Linked DNA regions of Mus musculus: regions 2, 3, 4 and 5 are each linked to region 1. The links are chromatin contacts, called in public Hi-C, HiChIP or PLAC-seq and promoter capture Hi-C maps. All regions are on one chromosome and are shown on one strand. The core of a region is the stretch at or near the end of the contact, and the rest is flanking DNA. Distances in the headings are between cores, read along the strand shown.

Evidence for each region. A called contact is a pair of places that touch in the nucleus more often than the background predicts. HiChIP or PLAC-seq counts read pairs in DNA pulled down with a chosen protein or histone mark. Capture Hi-C pulls out chosen DNA fragments and counts their contacts.
Region 2: a Hi-C map of B cells shows a contact between it and region 1, with 5 read pairs. The contact joins the promoter of Sdad1 here to the promoter of Cox18 in region 1. A contact is called at or near these places in 2 of 39 promoter capture datasets (hippocampal neurons and liver), 1 of 484 Hi-C or Micro-C datasets (B cells) and 1 of 115 datasets of contacts at active chromatin or transcription factors (astrocytes).
Region 3: a Hi-C map of erythroblasts shows a contact between it and region 1, with 9 times the contacts expected there. The contact joins the promoter of Nup54 here to the promoter of Cox18 in region 1. A contact is called at or near these places in 4 of 39 promoter capture datasets (cranial neural crest, frontonasal cranial neural crest, hippocampal neurons and 1 more), 1 of 484 Hi-C or Micro-C datasets (erythroblasts) and 1 of 115 datasets of contacts at active chromatin or transcription factors (astrocytes).
Region 4: a contact with region 1 is called in an H3K27ac HiChIP or PLAC-seq map of thymic regulatory T cells, with 10 times the contacts expected there. The contact joins the promoter of Ccni here to the promoter of Cox18 in region 1. A contact is called at or near these places in 1 of 39 promoter capture datasets (pre-B cells), 1 of 484 Hi-C or Micro-C datasets (CD4 T cells), 2 of 115 datasets of contacts at active chromatin or transcription factors (astrocytes and thymic regulatory T cells) and 1 of 9 other capture datasets (adipose tissue).
Region 5: a promoter capture Hi-C map of liver shows a contact between it and region 1, with 4 times the contacts expected there. The contact joins the promoter of Naaa here to the promoter of Cox18 in region 1. A contact is called at or near these places in 5 of 39 promoter capture datasets (the 3T3-L1 cell line, the C10 cell line, hippocampal neurons and 2 more) and 2 of 9 other capture datasets (embryonic stem cells and liver).

The regions. Positions count from the first base shown.
Region 1 is chr5:90,222,591-90,225,395 of GRCm38.p6, reverse strand. Cox18 (cytochrome c oxidase assembly protein 18) reads left to right here and starts at 1,400. Exons shown (of 6, transcript NM_001033310.3): 1 at 1,400-1,780. The coding sequence starts at 1,457.
Region 2 is chr5:92,308,699-92,311,398 of GRCm38.p6, reverse strand. It overlaps Sdad1 (SDA1 domain containing 1), which reads left to right and starts at 1,375. Exons shown (of 22, transcript NM_172713.2): 1 at 1,375-1,607. The coding sequence starts at 1,518.
Region 3 is chr5:92,433,913-92,436,959 of GRCm38.p6, reverse strand. It overlaps Nup54 (nucleoporin 54), which reads left to right and starts at 1,761. Exons shown (of 13, transcript NM_001359995.1): 1 at 1,761-1,956; 2 at 2,577-2,738. The coding sequence starts at 1,890. Gm42114 (a long non-coding RNA gene) reads right to left here and starts at 2,349. Exons shown (of 2, transcript XR_880431.3): 1 at 1,978-2,349; 2 at 891-1,367.
Region 4 is chr5:93,205,016-93,208,072 of GRCm38.p6, reverse strand. It overlaps Ccni (cyclin I), which reads left to right and starts at 1,578. Exons shown (of 7, transcript NM_017367.3): 1 at 1,578-2,159. It overlaps 2010109A12Rik (RIKEN cDNA 2010109A12 gene), which reads right to left and starts at 1,555. Exons shown (of 3, transcript NM_029363.1): 1 at 1,350-1,555. The coding sequence starts at 1,393.
Region 5 is chr5:92,276,921-92,279,888 of GRCm38.p6, reverse strand. Naaa (N-acylethanolamine acid amidase) reads left to right here and starts at 1,708. Exons shown (of 11, transcript NM_025972.4): 1 at 1,708-1,977; 2 at 2,806-2,968. The coding sequence starts at 1,757.

The DNA.
Region 1 (2,805 bases), core at 151-2,650:
AGTTCACATAACAATATATGGGTTTAGTTTTTAAATTTATTTCCATTACTTTGACATGAATGCAGGTGTGCAGTTTTATCAGAAGAGGTTGTCAGTTACCTGTAGCTGTAGAAAAAAATTGTTAAAGATTTTAATAACTGCTTGAAATTTTTGGTTTAGGGTTTGTGAACAATAGATCTACAAATAACAGGCTTATTTATTACACATAATAAATTTACCTACTTTCCCAGTGTTGAGAATTAATTCTAGGTTCTCATGTATGGTAAGTTGGGACTTGGGGGAGTTGTTTTTAAGTAACTTCTCTGGCTTAAGGCCATCTTGGAAGGGCCTACTGGATATTAACAGTTTTATGGAAATACGGTGGTTTCTTAAACTAGCAAGAGATAAGTGAGCTGTTTTTAAAAGGGATTATGCTATGGGAACTAAAGGCAGGTTACCCAAGTTTCAGAAAATACGCTATCTGACAGCTTTGGTAGGTGTTCAATAAAGTAGAGGACAGTGTCCACAGTTTGGCTTTACCAAACATGGGAGAGGTTTCTAAAAACTCAATTCACTTTGGCCTACCCTAGGAGTGGGCACTTCGTTGTTCCATTTATTTTCTGTTGACAGGAACACGAATGTGAAAAACACACAGTTGTTAAAAGCCCTGTGCATTCCATTTAACCGTTGAAGCAAAATTGTGCTGTTGATGGAATTCATTTTGTAAAATGAAAAATAGTATTTTTCCCTGCTCCTTATTATGATGGTGATTCTTCTTCTTATTTATTTATTTCGTTTTTTTCTTTTCTTTTTTTTTTTTTGGTTTTTCGAGACAGGGTTTCTCTTTATAGCCCTGGCTGTCCTGGAACTCACTCAGTAGACCAGGCTGGCCTCGAACTCAGAAATTCGCCTGCCTCTGCCTCCCAAGTGCTGGGATTAAAGGCGTGCGCCACCACTCGGCATTTCTGCATTCTGTTTATAAAGGAATACAGAATGCTAACCGGAACAGATAAAGACATTTAGGTCTTATTATAAAGTAGAGCTGCCTAGGGGGATAAAGGACGCAGACTTAACACTGACCGAGCCAGAAACACTATTCCCAAAGTAGGTGTTTCAGCAGTGCGTAGAGAAAACGGAGATAGATGCTGCGCGCCTTGGGCGGAAACAGCCGAGTCACAAAAAGTACTCAAGCCACAATTTCCTTGAGTGGAAACTGAAACTCAACAGCAAGGCAGTTTGCTCGCCCCGCCTACCCCTGCAGTTCCGGTTCCCGCTCTGAACTCCACCCCAGCAAGGAAAGGAGTTAAGAGAGCCTCAAGCGGCTCATTGCCGCGTGGGAAAGGCGGAGTCTTACGTCATCTCTAGCGCGACACTGGACAGGGCTTTCGGCTGGGAAGGTCAGGCGTGGCCTCGGGTTCGCGCATGCGCGCAACCTCCTGGTGCTAGTGCTCTAGTTGGCCGCCCGCTCCGTGTAACCATGCTGTGCCGGTCGTGTGCCGGGTGGCTCAGGTCGCTGCCCACCCTGCGGCTCCCGGCACCGGGATCACCGCCCGCCTGGAGCAGCGCGCGGCTCCCAGCCCTTCCGGTATGGGCAGCCGCTTCGGTGTCTGCGGCCTCTCCAGGTGGCTGGTATGAGGCCCTGGCAGCGTCGGCGCCGGTGCGCACCGCGGAGGAAGTGCTGCTGGGCGCGCAGGAGGCTACCGGCCTCCCCTGGTGGAGCAACATCATACTCAGCACCGTTGCCCTGCGCGGTGCTGTCACTCTGCCCCTGGCCGCCTATCAGCACTACATCCTGGCTAAGGTGAGGGGCGTCGGTCCCCGTGCTGCCTGCCTGCTAGTGTTAACATGGAGGCTAAAATAATTTAGTTAGCATTGCATGTTAAATGATGGTTGGTGACTCGAGTACCTTCCAGTTCACCCGACCTACCAAGTATTTATTCGAAATACAAGTGCCTCCCAAATGTTCGGTTGAGACCAATATTCAGAAGAAATGGCACGGAGGAACCTGAAACATTAGGGTCATAAACATTTTAAGAGTCTGCAGCATCATTTGTCACTATTGATACTGCTCTTTATTACTAGAAAGGTATCACTAAGTTAGCAGTTTCCAGACATGAATTCTTCCTCTGGGCCTACCACCTACTACCCTGTATCTGATGGATTGAAACTTCGAGTTGGCTTTTTAGGAACTCTGTTCAGTGGAATTGGTATAACGTTACCTCCCCCATGGCTGTGCCTGGGGGTGGGGGTGGGGTAAGTCAAGATTTTAATTTGAGTCACAGAGGATTGCCAGGAAGGGAGCAGCAGCATTGAGCCAGGAAGCATTCACAGTGAGGTGTTAACACTGGAATGCTGTTTTCTCTCTCCTGGGAAATGTAGGGATGGAACAGTAAGAACCAGGATGCAGTTTTCATTTACTCGAAATCCTATGGAGGAGGTGCTGTTAGATATGCTACATACTGGGAATCAGGATTTCAGGTTATGCACAGCCAGAAACAGAAAACATCAGGTACCCATAACCAAGAAGTTGCAGTTGGTTTAACTCAGTATGGTTGCCAAGATCACGCAGATAGATGTACAGGCAAGGAATTTAAATCTGGGGTCAAAGATACTTTAAGCAAACTAATATCTAATAGAGTTTTCTTAAATGTTTTCGATTACAAGTGTGATCAGTAAACAACATTTGTATATGGTCTAGGGAACAGAGACTAGAACTGTGAGTTTGGTTGTCCTGACCAAATGCTGAGTGGGGGAGGAAAGGGATTATGTGGTTTGTAGGTTATATAGTCTATTGTGGAGGCATTACAGAGCAGGGACAGCAGCAGA
Region 2 (2,700 bases), core at 126-2,625, 2.1 Mb before region 1:
ACCTTGATTCATCTATTAGTGTAAGACTAGTTACCATCTACCGGGCAGTGGTGGCGCATACCTTTAATCCCGGCAGTAGGGAGGCAGAGGCAGGCAGATTTCTGAGTTCAAAGTCAGCCTGGTCTACAGAGTGAGTTCCAGGACAGCCAGGGCTACATAGAGAAACCCTGTCTCGAAAAAAACAAAACAAAACAAAAACAAAACAAAACAAAAACCTAGTTACCATCCAACAGCTGTTTTCCCCTCTGTGGTTAGAATTAAGAGAGTTGCCTGGGTGCGGTGGTGGCACACACCTTTAAGACCCAACACTCCTGAGGCAGAGTCAGATGGATCTCTGAGTTCAAGGCCAGCCTGGTCTACAGAGTGAGTTCCAGGACCGCCAAGGCTACACAGAGAAACCTGTCTCAAAAAACAAAACCAAACAAACAAACCAACACCAACAAAAAAACAATCTAACCTCCACCCCTGCTCTTTGCCATTCTCTAAAACATATTCTCTAAGCATACTCCTCATGGATTTTTTTCTTCTACCTTTAGTACAGCCTAAAAGAAAATGATTCTCATTTCTGACAAGGTTTTTGTTTTAGTGATGTGTGTGCAACTCTGTGTGGGTATGTGTGCTGTGAGCACAGGCACCTGCTGAGGGCACACATTTCTCAGGAGCTGGAGTTAACTATAGATGGTTGAGAGCCACCGTGTGTTGCAAACTGAGCCTGAGTCCCTACAGCAGTACCAGATCTTAGCTGCTAAACCATCTCCAGCCCCTAATCCTCATTTTATAATACAGGATCTCATGTATCTCAGGTTTCTCTCAAATTCCTATGTAACTGAGGATGACCTTGGAGTCTCAACCCTCCCGCCGCCTCTTCTCTGAGTATGCGGGTTGCAGGCATGAGCCAACACACGCAGTTTATGGAGAGCTGGAGAAGAAACCTAGGGTCTCCTATGAGATAGGACACCTGAACCAGTCCCCAGGCCCCTGCTTAATTTCTGTCGTTTTTCTTGAGACAGAGTAAGCCTCGGGCTTGCCCCAAACAAATATAATGCTCCTGCCTCAGCTTCCTGAGTACAGGGATTACAGTTGTATGCTGTCATACCTGAGTCCCATATTAATCCTCATTTATTTGGGCCACCATAAGAATGCTGAGCTAGATGGGGAGAACTGGGAGGAATTGGCGGAGGAAAAAGAACATGATCAAATATATTGTATAAAAATTGTTTTCAGTGGAAAAGAATGTTGAGATAAGGAAACCTGCTCCAGAGTTTGGTGACAACCAGTAGCGGTTGTCCACCGGCAGGGACCGATAGCGTGCAGACGCCTACAAAGAGTTGCAGCAGGGTGGTGAAGTTTGATCCTCTGAGCGTTCCGTAGCTCGGTCGGGCAAGCGGCGTGTCCCACGTGCCGTTTCCGGTTACACTGGGACCCACGAGTCTAAGCTGCCGCGGGGCCCGGGCTGCGACTGACAGAGGCGGACGTTTTCCAAGCACTGCTCGCCAGGGAGCCCACCCACAGCCACCATGTCCGGCAGGAACAACAACAAGCTGCCCAGCAACCTGCCGCAGTTACAGAACCTGATCAAGCGGGACCCGCCGGCCTACGTGGAGGAGGTGGGACCGGGATCCGGCTCCCCGGGATGCTCCGGTGTGCTTCCGGGGGCCTGGGGAGGAAACGGACGGGGGATGGAGATACGGGGGACGGGACATGCAGACCCCACCAACACTGAAACACACCCTAAAACCTGCTGCCTCCGGGTTTATCCGCCCGCCTCGCCGACGTGGGCCGGTAACGTCCGTTGGCCGCCTCAGAGCAAAAACTCGAGTTAGCCCCTAGCATACGATGAGTCGTGTGTTAAACATGCTTTCCACAGACGGCCTCTCCCGAGTGCCCCAAGCTCTGCCAAGAAGAGCAAGGAGTTCTCAGATGGCAGGGCCACCCCACAGTCAAGAGTGTAGAAGATGTAGTTAAGCCACAGTTCAAACTCCCTGGGAGTCACCCTGAGCTAGATTTGAAAAAAATGCTTTGAGGGAAATGTGCGGTCTAAAACTCTGTTAGGTCCAGTTTGTGAGGGGCATGGCATACTCCAAGTGTGTGAATTCATAAGAACCACGAAATGAAGGCCGTGACTTTGTACTCTTAACCTGGTAGATAGATTAAGACGCGCCTTTGCCTTTATTATTTGTCTTCTTACACACCGCCCTTCCCAATCCTCCCTGTCTCCCCCCCCCCCTTACTGGTCCCCTTCTCTCCTCAGACAGCCCCCACTTCACTTCTGTATACACATCACATTTATTTCAGTTCCCTGCATCCCTTTAAGGTCTCTTCTTCCAGAGCTGGGGAGTTGACTCAATGGTTAAGAGCACTGGCTGTTCTTCCAGAGGACCTGGGTTCAAGGCCCAGCACTTACATGATAGCTCATAACCATCTGTTGCTCTAGTGTTAGGGGATGCGACACCCGACTTCTGGCCTCTGGATACTAGGCATATGTATACACGCACATACAAGTAGGCAAGCTCTCAATACACATTAAACATAAGCTCTTACTGGGTTCCCCTTTCTAACTTGTGTCACAAACTAAATTGAAATCTGACTTTTGCTTCTGAGAGGAAACAGGCTACCTCTCTGAGTCTGGTTTAATTTCTTAACATCTTTCCTCCTGTTGTCATGGTTTCAGCTCTTGATTGGAAAAAACTAAATGCATGT
Region 3 (3,047 bases), core at 512-3,011, 2.2 Mb before region 1:
TACTGCTATCAAGAATGTATGAAATCCTGACCATAATCTATAGGGAAACAGATTTTTGTTTTGTTTTGTTTTGAGACATTGTTTCTCTGTATAGCCCTGGCTGTCCTGGAACTCACTTTGTAGACCAGGCTGGCCTGGAACTCAGAAATCCGCCTGCCTCTGCCTCCCGAGTGCTGGGATTAAAAGCGTGTGCCACCACGCCCGGCAGGGAAACAGAATGTAATGGTAATTTTTTTAAAAGGTGGGGCCAGAGAGACTGCTCAGTCAGTACAGTGCTTGCTGTTAATGTTTGAGGATATGAGTTTAATCTTCATCACCCATATTTAAAATTAAACAAACGCTGAGCACAGTGGCATTCATGTATAACCATAACACTGGGCAGGCAGAATCAGGAGTCCCCTGGGGCTTGCTGGCTGGACAGTCTTGCCAAATAAGCGATGAGATCTAGATTTATTGAGAGACCTTGTATTAGAAATTAAGAGTAAATTAGGAAGACACCCATGTCAATCTCTGGCCTTCAGGCACGTGTGCACATATGTGTGTATACACTCTTCCCACACATGCATGTGCTCTCTCTCTCTCTCTCACACACACACAAAATGGGGCAAAGAGGTTCCTGAGAAAACTAAAATTAGATCTACCACATGACCCAGCTATGTCTATAAGGACTCCAAGTTAGTCTATCACATAGATGTATATCAATCTCTACTGAAGCATTAGTCACAATTGTTAACAAACCTAGTTGCCTAACAACAGAGGGATGGATCAGAAACAGAGGATGGTATATACTCAAAAGAGTTTTCAGCCCTAAGAAGGAAGTTATGTTGTCATTTGCACAAAACTGAATATCACTGGAGATAAACATTATTAAGTGAATTAAGCCAGTCACAGAAGGAAAAAAATTCATTTATGATTCCTAGGTTTAATTAAACACATAAATCATATGACATGGAAAATGAAGTAAAATTACTAGGGAACTAATGGGAGAGACAGGGAGAAGACAGAAAATTTAGGAGTAGGAATATATATTCAAAATACAACATAAACTTGTATCAAGATGTCCTAATGTAACACAGTGCCATGTACAATAAATATTTTTAAAAGGAGAAAAGAATCGGGGCTAAGTAGAGAAAAACCAGCGAAGTGACTTTGGGGATGCTGCTTTGCAACTCTAATCCTCAGTCCTCCTGTCTCGTCTGTGCCAATTAGTCAACGACAGAAATCTTCTCTGTGTAGTTGAGGATTAAATGTTCCCCAGAAGTGCGATGCAGGGCACAGATTTTACCAGTTAGTGGGCCCATTTGCTTCATCGAGGTCAGCCCTTCTTCTTGGTCAATGACAATAGTAGTAAACTGTCTGAAACGCAGCTGGGGGTTTAAAAAAATATGCAAAAACAATTACTAGCGTGCATTCCACATAGCTAACACACGTGTTACCACCATCGCCATCATCTTTCCATCACTCTCGAATGCCTCTTTCTCAACTGCTTTATCTACTCAAACCTCCTTTCCTCCGGGAAGGACCGCTCCTCAGAGGTAAGGGCAGTACTTTCACGCGGTCCCTGCACACTGTCACTTCTCTAAAGTGGCTTCAGAGAGCCACCATACAACACCCCATGTCCAACTTCTCATCACTTCCCCTTTGTGGTGACGCCCCACACCACGTGAAAGCCACAAACACACCCCCGGAAGTGATCGGTGGTAGGCGTTCCCGTTCGATCATCCCACCCACTCCATCCTTGCTTGGTTCCTGCCTGCTCCGCTTAGACCGGGAAGGAGGCGGAACTAATGGTACGGACCGCCTGACGGTTCCCAGCCGGACAGAAGAGCGGAGGGCACTGGGCGTCGCGCCGCGCGAGCCCGGGGCCATCTAAGTGCTGCTCCCGCGACATGGCTTTCAATTTTGGGGCTCCTTCGGGCACTTCGGGCACCTCTACAGCCACCGCGGCACCGGCGGGTGAGTCAGCCCTGGGCCTACCTTCTTCCTCCAAGGAACCAAAGCCTCGGGCCCGCCCCCTCGATCCGATCGGTCCGGCTGGGGGGTCCCGGGGTTGCCCTGGCACTCGGGACACCTTGGAGTCATTTGGAGAGGGCGGTGGCGGTGGTGGCGGCGGCGGTGGCGGTGGGAGGGCCGCGGGCTGCTCAGGCTCAGCCTGGGGCTCGCACAGCACGCTCAACCCGCGTGGCTCGGCCGCCGCGGTGCTTCCCGCCATTGGGGTGTCCGCCCAGGAGAGGCCGGAGGCTACGCCCCTCTCATTTCCCGGGACCCCGCGTCCCCTCGTCCGTCTCAGCCTCAAGGTCCAGACGGGTAAAGTTGGAGCCAGGCTGCCCGCAGCTCCCTCTGTCCCCTCCCCAGCCCGGGGGGGGGGGATGCTCGGCCCCCGCCCGTGCTGCCCTTCGCTCCTTCTGTCTGTCCGCACCTTGGCTTTCTTCCCCTGATCCGGTGCAGGTCAGGTTTGTTCACGCTGTGAAACCTCTTGCTGATTCTTGTAATTCTTACCTTTCTTTCTTCTCCTTTTCTCTTTCCCTCCTCTCACCTTTTCAAATTTTTGTTTCTCTTGCCTCCACGACTATCAGGATTTGGTGGGCTTGAGACTGCCAACTCCACCGCCGGTGGGTTTAATTTTGGGGGTTTCGGATTAACCGCTAACCCTGCAGTGAACTTTAATATTGGGAATTTCGGTGTTTCTACTACCTCGGCGACTCCGTTCAATTTTGGTAACAGTCTGGCGAGTGCAGGTAGATACTGGGGTCATGTGTGTAACGAGTATGGGGGCTGGAGTCCAAGAATGTTCCGATGTCCCTAGAGTTTGGGGGAAGAAATGGCACTTGTCTAATAAAGAAAGGGGTTTATTTCCTAAGATCAAATCAAATATATTTAAAGTTTTGGCTGCTTTAAAAGATGTGGGTTTTGGAAAGCCTTAAAGAATTAGAATGCACCTTGGTTGGATTTTCATTTAATGATACAGAGCACAGCTTCCAAATGATAAGTTGGGAACCGAATATTTTTTAAAACATTAGCTTTAGCAGAAGGTAAGCGTTTCCCTG
Region 4 (3,057 bases), core at 329-2,828, 3.0 Mb before region 1:
GTCATATTAAAAAAAAAAAAAAGAACGTGTAACAATACAGAAAAAGACTAGATGGGGGTGGGAAATGCAGGCACACGTAGAACCTACTTAAAACCCTCCAGTGCTTCCTGAGCCCCGCTGTGCCCTATAGAATCCTCTCTGACCTCAGCTTTCTGCCCCTTGAGTCTCAGAGGCAATGTAAGCTTCAGTGCTTTCCATATGTTGCTTCCTGTGCCTATATTTTTCTTTGCCCAGTGGTTTCAAGACTCATCTTAAATGTCACTTCCTCAGAGAAACCTTTACTGAGAGCCCAGAGCAGGTTAAAGGCGTTTCCACACTGGTCTGAAATTTTCCATCTTAATCCTTCTGCTACTGACACTTGTTTATGAGGTCAGAAATCAAATACTGAGAGCCTTTCACATACAGAAATGCAGTATAAAACAAACTATACAAGATCCAGGCCATCCATGAGTTCATATGGGGAGGGGATGGCTATAGAGTAAAACAGTCTTTTGGGTAATTTCATACAGTGATCAATGGGTATCTCTGTGCCTGAGTTGCAAACTCCTTGAAGACAGGAGCCTTTTGTTTTCAAGCTAATTCCAGTTCTGTAAAAACCTGATCGGGTTTTTTTTTTGTTTTTGTTTTTGTTTTTTTCCAGTGATGTAAAATGAATGCTTGACTAGGTAAATGGTTAAGTTCCAGGTCTCCCCTTCTTCCCAAAGCTATCTGCATTCTTTTCATAAGTAGAACCATTGTAAGATTTGCAAAATTTACCAACTGGAGTAAAAAGTACTCAAGTAAATAAAACACATTTAGTTCACATTCGTTAAGGACCTAGTTAGTGATAAACAGGACCCTGAAATACTAGACATACTGGCTCATGACTAGAATTCCATTGGCGCACAGCCAAGCCGTCAGTAGTCTAATCCACTGTTTTTACAAGTAGCCTTAAGCACGCAGGATATGATCCCCTTAATTTTCTTAATTCTAAAGTGCTTCAGTCTCCCATCACCCACAGGATGGTTAAAAAGATGCATGTCCTTACTCACTAATAGGAACGGGACAACATAATTTTGCGTAAGGTCAACAAAGAATGTGATCTTTACACAAAAGATCTCCATCCACGTCTAATAAATTCGTTCAGGAGGGCTAAGGACAAGTTGGGCTGGGAAACACTGGGAGACTCTAGGTTGGGCGCAGGCGCTCACCCAGAAACCCTTCCCTGAGGCTAGGCTCCTTTCTTTCCAGAGGCGCATGCGCAGCACACTCTCCGGCCACTGCACGCCTCCTCGGCTAACAAGCCTCTTACGTCACCGAACAGGCGGCGGGGGTTCTTCCGCGCGCCCGAGGAAAAAGAGTCCGCGCACCTTTCCTTCTCTTTGTGCACACAAAATGCACTTTCCCTTTTCATCCCAGTCCCAGCGCCTTCCCCAGGTCGTCTCCGGAAGCTCGTCTTTGTTCAAACTCTCCTGTGCGTCCATAAGACACGGAAGTTCGTCTTTGTTCAAACTCTCCTATGCGTCCGTGGGACACCGGAGGTGGCCAGGAAGAGACGAGAACACTGGCGTTGTTTACAGACACGCGCGGCCGAAATCAGTCCGCGAGGGCGGGGCTAGGCGGCCGGCGCTTTTTCGTACGCTCCTCCCTCCCCAGCCTTCCCCCGCGAGCGGACGCGCCAGCGCCTCTGTCTCGCTTTTTCTTATTTTCTCCCCCTTTCCCCTTCCTTTTCTTTTCTTTTTTCCCCTTCCCCCCTTCCACCATTTCCCCTCGGAGGCGTTTCCCTCGGGCAGGGGCAGAGCCGGCCTCACCCCGCGCCTCTCCCCGGCCCCCGCCGCCCTATGGCGAGAGGGCGCCCCCTCCTCACCCGGGCACCAGCGGCGGCGGTCGGAGGAGCGGGACCGGCGGCGGCGGCCTCGGGCCCAGGGTCATCATGGAACTAGTTCGCTGAGTGACCCCTCGGCCGCAGCCGTGCGTCCCGCCCGAGTACCCGCGCCCGCCGGCCCGGTTTGCCCTCTTCTCCCTCCTCAGACGGCCCGGCCCTGGTCCCGCGCGCCCCGCTGCCGCGCGCCGAGGATCATGAGGTGGTAACGGGCCCCCGGATGACCCCGCGTCACCACTGTGAGGCCTACAGCTCTGCCGGGGAGGAGGAGGAGGAGGAAGAGGAGGAGAAGAAGAAGGTGAGGGCGGGGGCGCGGCGCGGTCGCCGTGCGCGCCGCTGGAGTGGGAGCTCGCGGGGGCGCGCGCCGCTCCCCCGAGGACCGGTCCCCTCGGCGAACCTTTCCTGGGCACCTCGGGGACCCCCTCGCCGTCTCTGGCAGCGCTGCGTGGGTTTCCTTTGAGCCCGGCCTTTTTTTCTTTTTTTTTTTTTTTTTTGGTCCCCAAGTAACTTGTAGCCACAGCCCGTCACCGACTGGGGTGCCAGTTCCAGGCTCCGCGAGCCAGTGCTAATAAAGAAGGTGACACACCCCCACCCACAGAAGCCACCGATCCCTCGTGACCACCGAACATAATTTACCGGGCAGAGTATTGTGAATGTCAAGCCAATAGTTATCTTCCTCTGCCCTACCCCCCCCCCCCCCCGCCACCCACACACCGCGCGCGGGAGTGTAACGTCGTCTAGGGCTTGGGCCGGTGGAGGAAACTAGAGAGGTGAGGGAACTGAGTTGCATCATAAAGGACAGAAAAATGCCGAATTTTGCAAGAGCTAAATGCTCTCTGCAGAGTTAGCCTGCTCCACCGCAGGTCATTTAGGCAGAAGTTGAACATTGTGTAGTAAATTCGTGGAAAGTGTGAGGTAAATAGATCAACGAGGTAAATGGATCAACTGAAGGTCTTAGAATAGCAAAGTAAAATACTTACGTTTCACTTTGTCAGTGAAGAGCCATTGAGTGTTTGAACAGCAGCCTGGTAAACCTAGAAACTTTCTGGACAGCTAGGGATGGAGACATACACACACATACATATATGTATGTACCCTGTCTTAAAAGGGGTTAAAAAAAGGGTTAGGTTAAAAGCCAAGAGTATTTGTTTATTCTGGTCAAGTAATTCTTAAAAATTAAGAGTATTCAACCTACC
Region 5 (2,968 bases), core at 459-2,958, 2.1 Mb before region 1:
CTGCAAGAGTGGAAGTTTAAAGGAATCACTAGGGAAGGAAATTCGGAGTAAAAATACAGCTTCCTGTTTCAGGGGTACTGCACCTTTTTTTTTTTTAAGGTAAAAACATTTGAAAGATTTATTTATTTAATGTATATGAGTACCCTGTAGCAGACACTCCAGAAGAGGGCATTGGATTCCATTACAGATGTTTGTGAGCCACCATGTGATTGCTGGGATTTGAACTCAGGACCTCTGGAAGAGCAGTCAGTGCTCTTAGCCACTGAGCCATCTCTCCAGCCCAATAAAAACACTTTATAATCACGACTTTTTAACATACAAATATATAGAGCACAAGGAAACATTTACCAATCCAATGTTAATATCCTGGCTTTTTTGTTGCTTTTGTTTTATAAGTGAAAGCATGAGAGGCTGGCTTTCTGGCTCACGCCTGTAATCCCAGTACCCAGGGCTCAAGCGGGAGGAGCAGGAGGGTGGGGTCAGTCTGGGCTATGTTCTGCCTACAGAGAGGAAGTTCAGTATAAGAAGAGAACCAAAAAGTGGAACTGAAGCACTCACCATGACCCCTCCCTCAAGTGCTGCTAATCTCAGATGTGTGTGTGTGTGTGTGTGTGTGTGTGTGTGTGTGTGTGTGTGCGCGCGCGCACGCTCCTGTGTGTGTCTTCAGCACAGTATTATTTAGTATCTTAAAATTTGGCATAGAGTATCAGTTTGTGCTTTTGCTGACTGTAACTCAGCATTAGCATGTTTGTGTGTGTGTTGTGTGGCGGTGCACGTGTGTGTGTGTGCACATGGAGGCTAGAGGCTGACATGGGGGTCTTTGTTACTTTCCACTGCAGGCAGGGATTTTTTCCTGAGGCAGCGTTGCTCTCTCACTGAACATGCTGCTCACTTGACTTGGGTGAGCTGAATGTGCAGTTTAGCTCCATCCCAGCAAGAGGCCACTGGGGTGGACTAGCCCTGGGGTCCTTCGGCCTGCTCACTAGCTCCATCCTCATGGCTTGTTCGGCTTGCTTTCTTATAGAACCCAGGATCATCAGGCCAGGGATGGCGCCACCCACAAAGGGATGGGCCCACTCCCATCGATCGCTTATTGAGAAAATGTCTTACAGCTGGATCTCATGGAAGCATTGTCCTCAACCGAGGCGCCTCTCTGACGGCTCTAGCTTGTGTTGACACAGAACCATCCAGTACACCGGCGCTGGTTGAAACAGAGTCTGAACTTTAGGTGTTTAAGTACAGCGCAATTTTAGGGAAAAGACGTTTCCTGGTAACAATTATCTCAATCTCATGTGCACAGTAAAGCTTACGGCATCTTAAGGACCTTGGGCAGGATCGGGTGTGGTCTTGGGCATACATATTTCATAGAGTCATCAAACTACAAAGTGCATGTGACATCTTCCGTAAGGATAGGTTCTATTGACTGAGAAACAATGCTTACGAGTCTGGGAAGTCTAGGATAGAAGTATAGTCTAGGGGGTTCGGGTGAGGTCTGGCCCTACGTATAGCACAAATCACCAGGTTATTAAGTACAACCACTCCCGGCCTTTTACACAGAGATGTGATACTGCCTCTAGCTGTGAGTGAGAAGCAGGCTTAATCCCGCTGGGGCAGGAGGCGGTGTCAGTGCTTGGGTTCCTGACCGGGTGGAGCGCAGGCCCCGCCTTCAGTGCCAGCACCGCCCCAGGCCTCCCACTCCGCCTCCCCAGGACAGCAAAGATTCATTGGTCCGGTGGTGGCCTCAGAAGCCGGAGCTATGGGGACCCTAGCCACCAGGGCCGCGTGCCATGGGGCACACCTGGCCCTGGCTCTGTTGCTGCTACTGTCGCTGTCCGGTCCCTGGCTGTCGGCTGTCGTCCCCGGGACTCCGCCTCTCTTCAACGTCAGTCTGGACGCGGCCCCGGAGCAGCGCTGGCTGCCGATGCTGCGGCACTACGACCCAGACTTCTTGCGCACCGCGGTGGCGCAGGTCATTGGGTGAGCGCGGGACTGGTCTGGTGAACTTGTAGTCAGGCTCTGCTCTTCCCTCGTTGCTGCACCTCTACCCTCTCACCGCTGCACCGCTGCCCTCCCCACTGCTCTGCGCAGCGCCCAGCGGGTGGCTGACCCAGCAAGGCCAGTTCGGCTCTCAAATTCGGAGCCTCCTGCGGCGCGCGCGTTTACCACACATTTTCCGGGTCAGGGTAACGCGCAAGGTGTCACCCAGTATGCTAAGCTGCAGCGTAGGGCATGCAGCCCAGGAAACTCCGCATCGTGGACCAGCCTGGCTGGCCTTACATGGAGGTTGGCACTGGAGGTAGTGGTGATTGCACTACCATTGGGTGTATCTCAGCCCTTATACTTTTCATTTCGAAAGTCTCGCTGGGAGTTTGACTATACATATATGAGTATATGGACAACATAAATTGGATTTGGTGGTTTGTTTTTGTTGTTGTTTTGTTTGTTTGTTTGTTTGAGGGGTAAGGCAAAGGTGGGAGGGTGGACTCGAGAGGAACGTGTGATCGGGTTGCATTGTATGAAATTCCCAAATAATGAATATAAATGTTATGATGTGAGAAAAAAAGAAAGAGATTCTCGCTGTGAAACATAAACTGCCCTTACAATCCTCCTGCCTCAGCCTCCTGAGTAGCTGGGATTACAGCCCTGCACTATCATGCCCACTTTATTCCCGCTGGTTTGAACGCTGGGAATGGAGCAGCTCTGAAAGTAATCTAGATTCCCAACATTCCTCCCGCCTCGTCCACGCATACGTGCACTGTCCATGCTCTGAGACGAGAAACAAACTTCGTACTTTTTCATTTCTAGCGACAGGGTTCCCCAGTGGGTACTCGGGATGGTCGGAGAAATTGTGTCGAAGGTGGAGAGCTTCCTGCCTCAGCCCTTCACCGACGAGATCCGCAGCATCTGTGACTCGCTCAACCTCAGCCTGGCTGACGGTATCTTGGTCAACCTGGCCTACGAGGCTTCC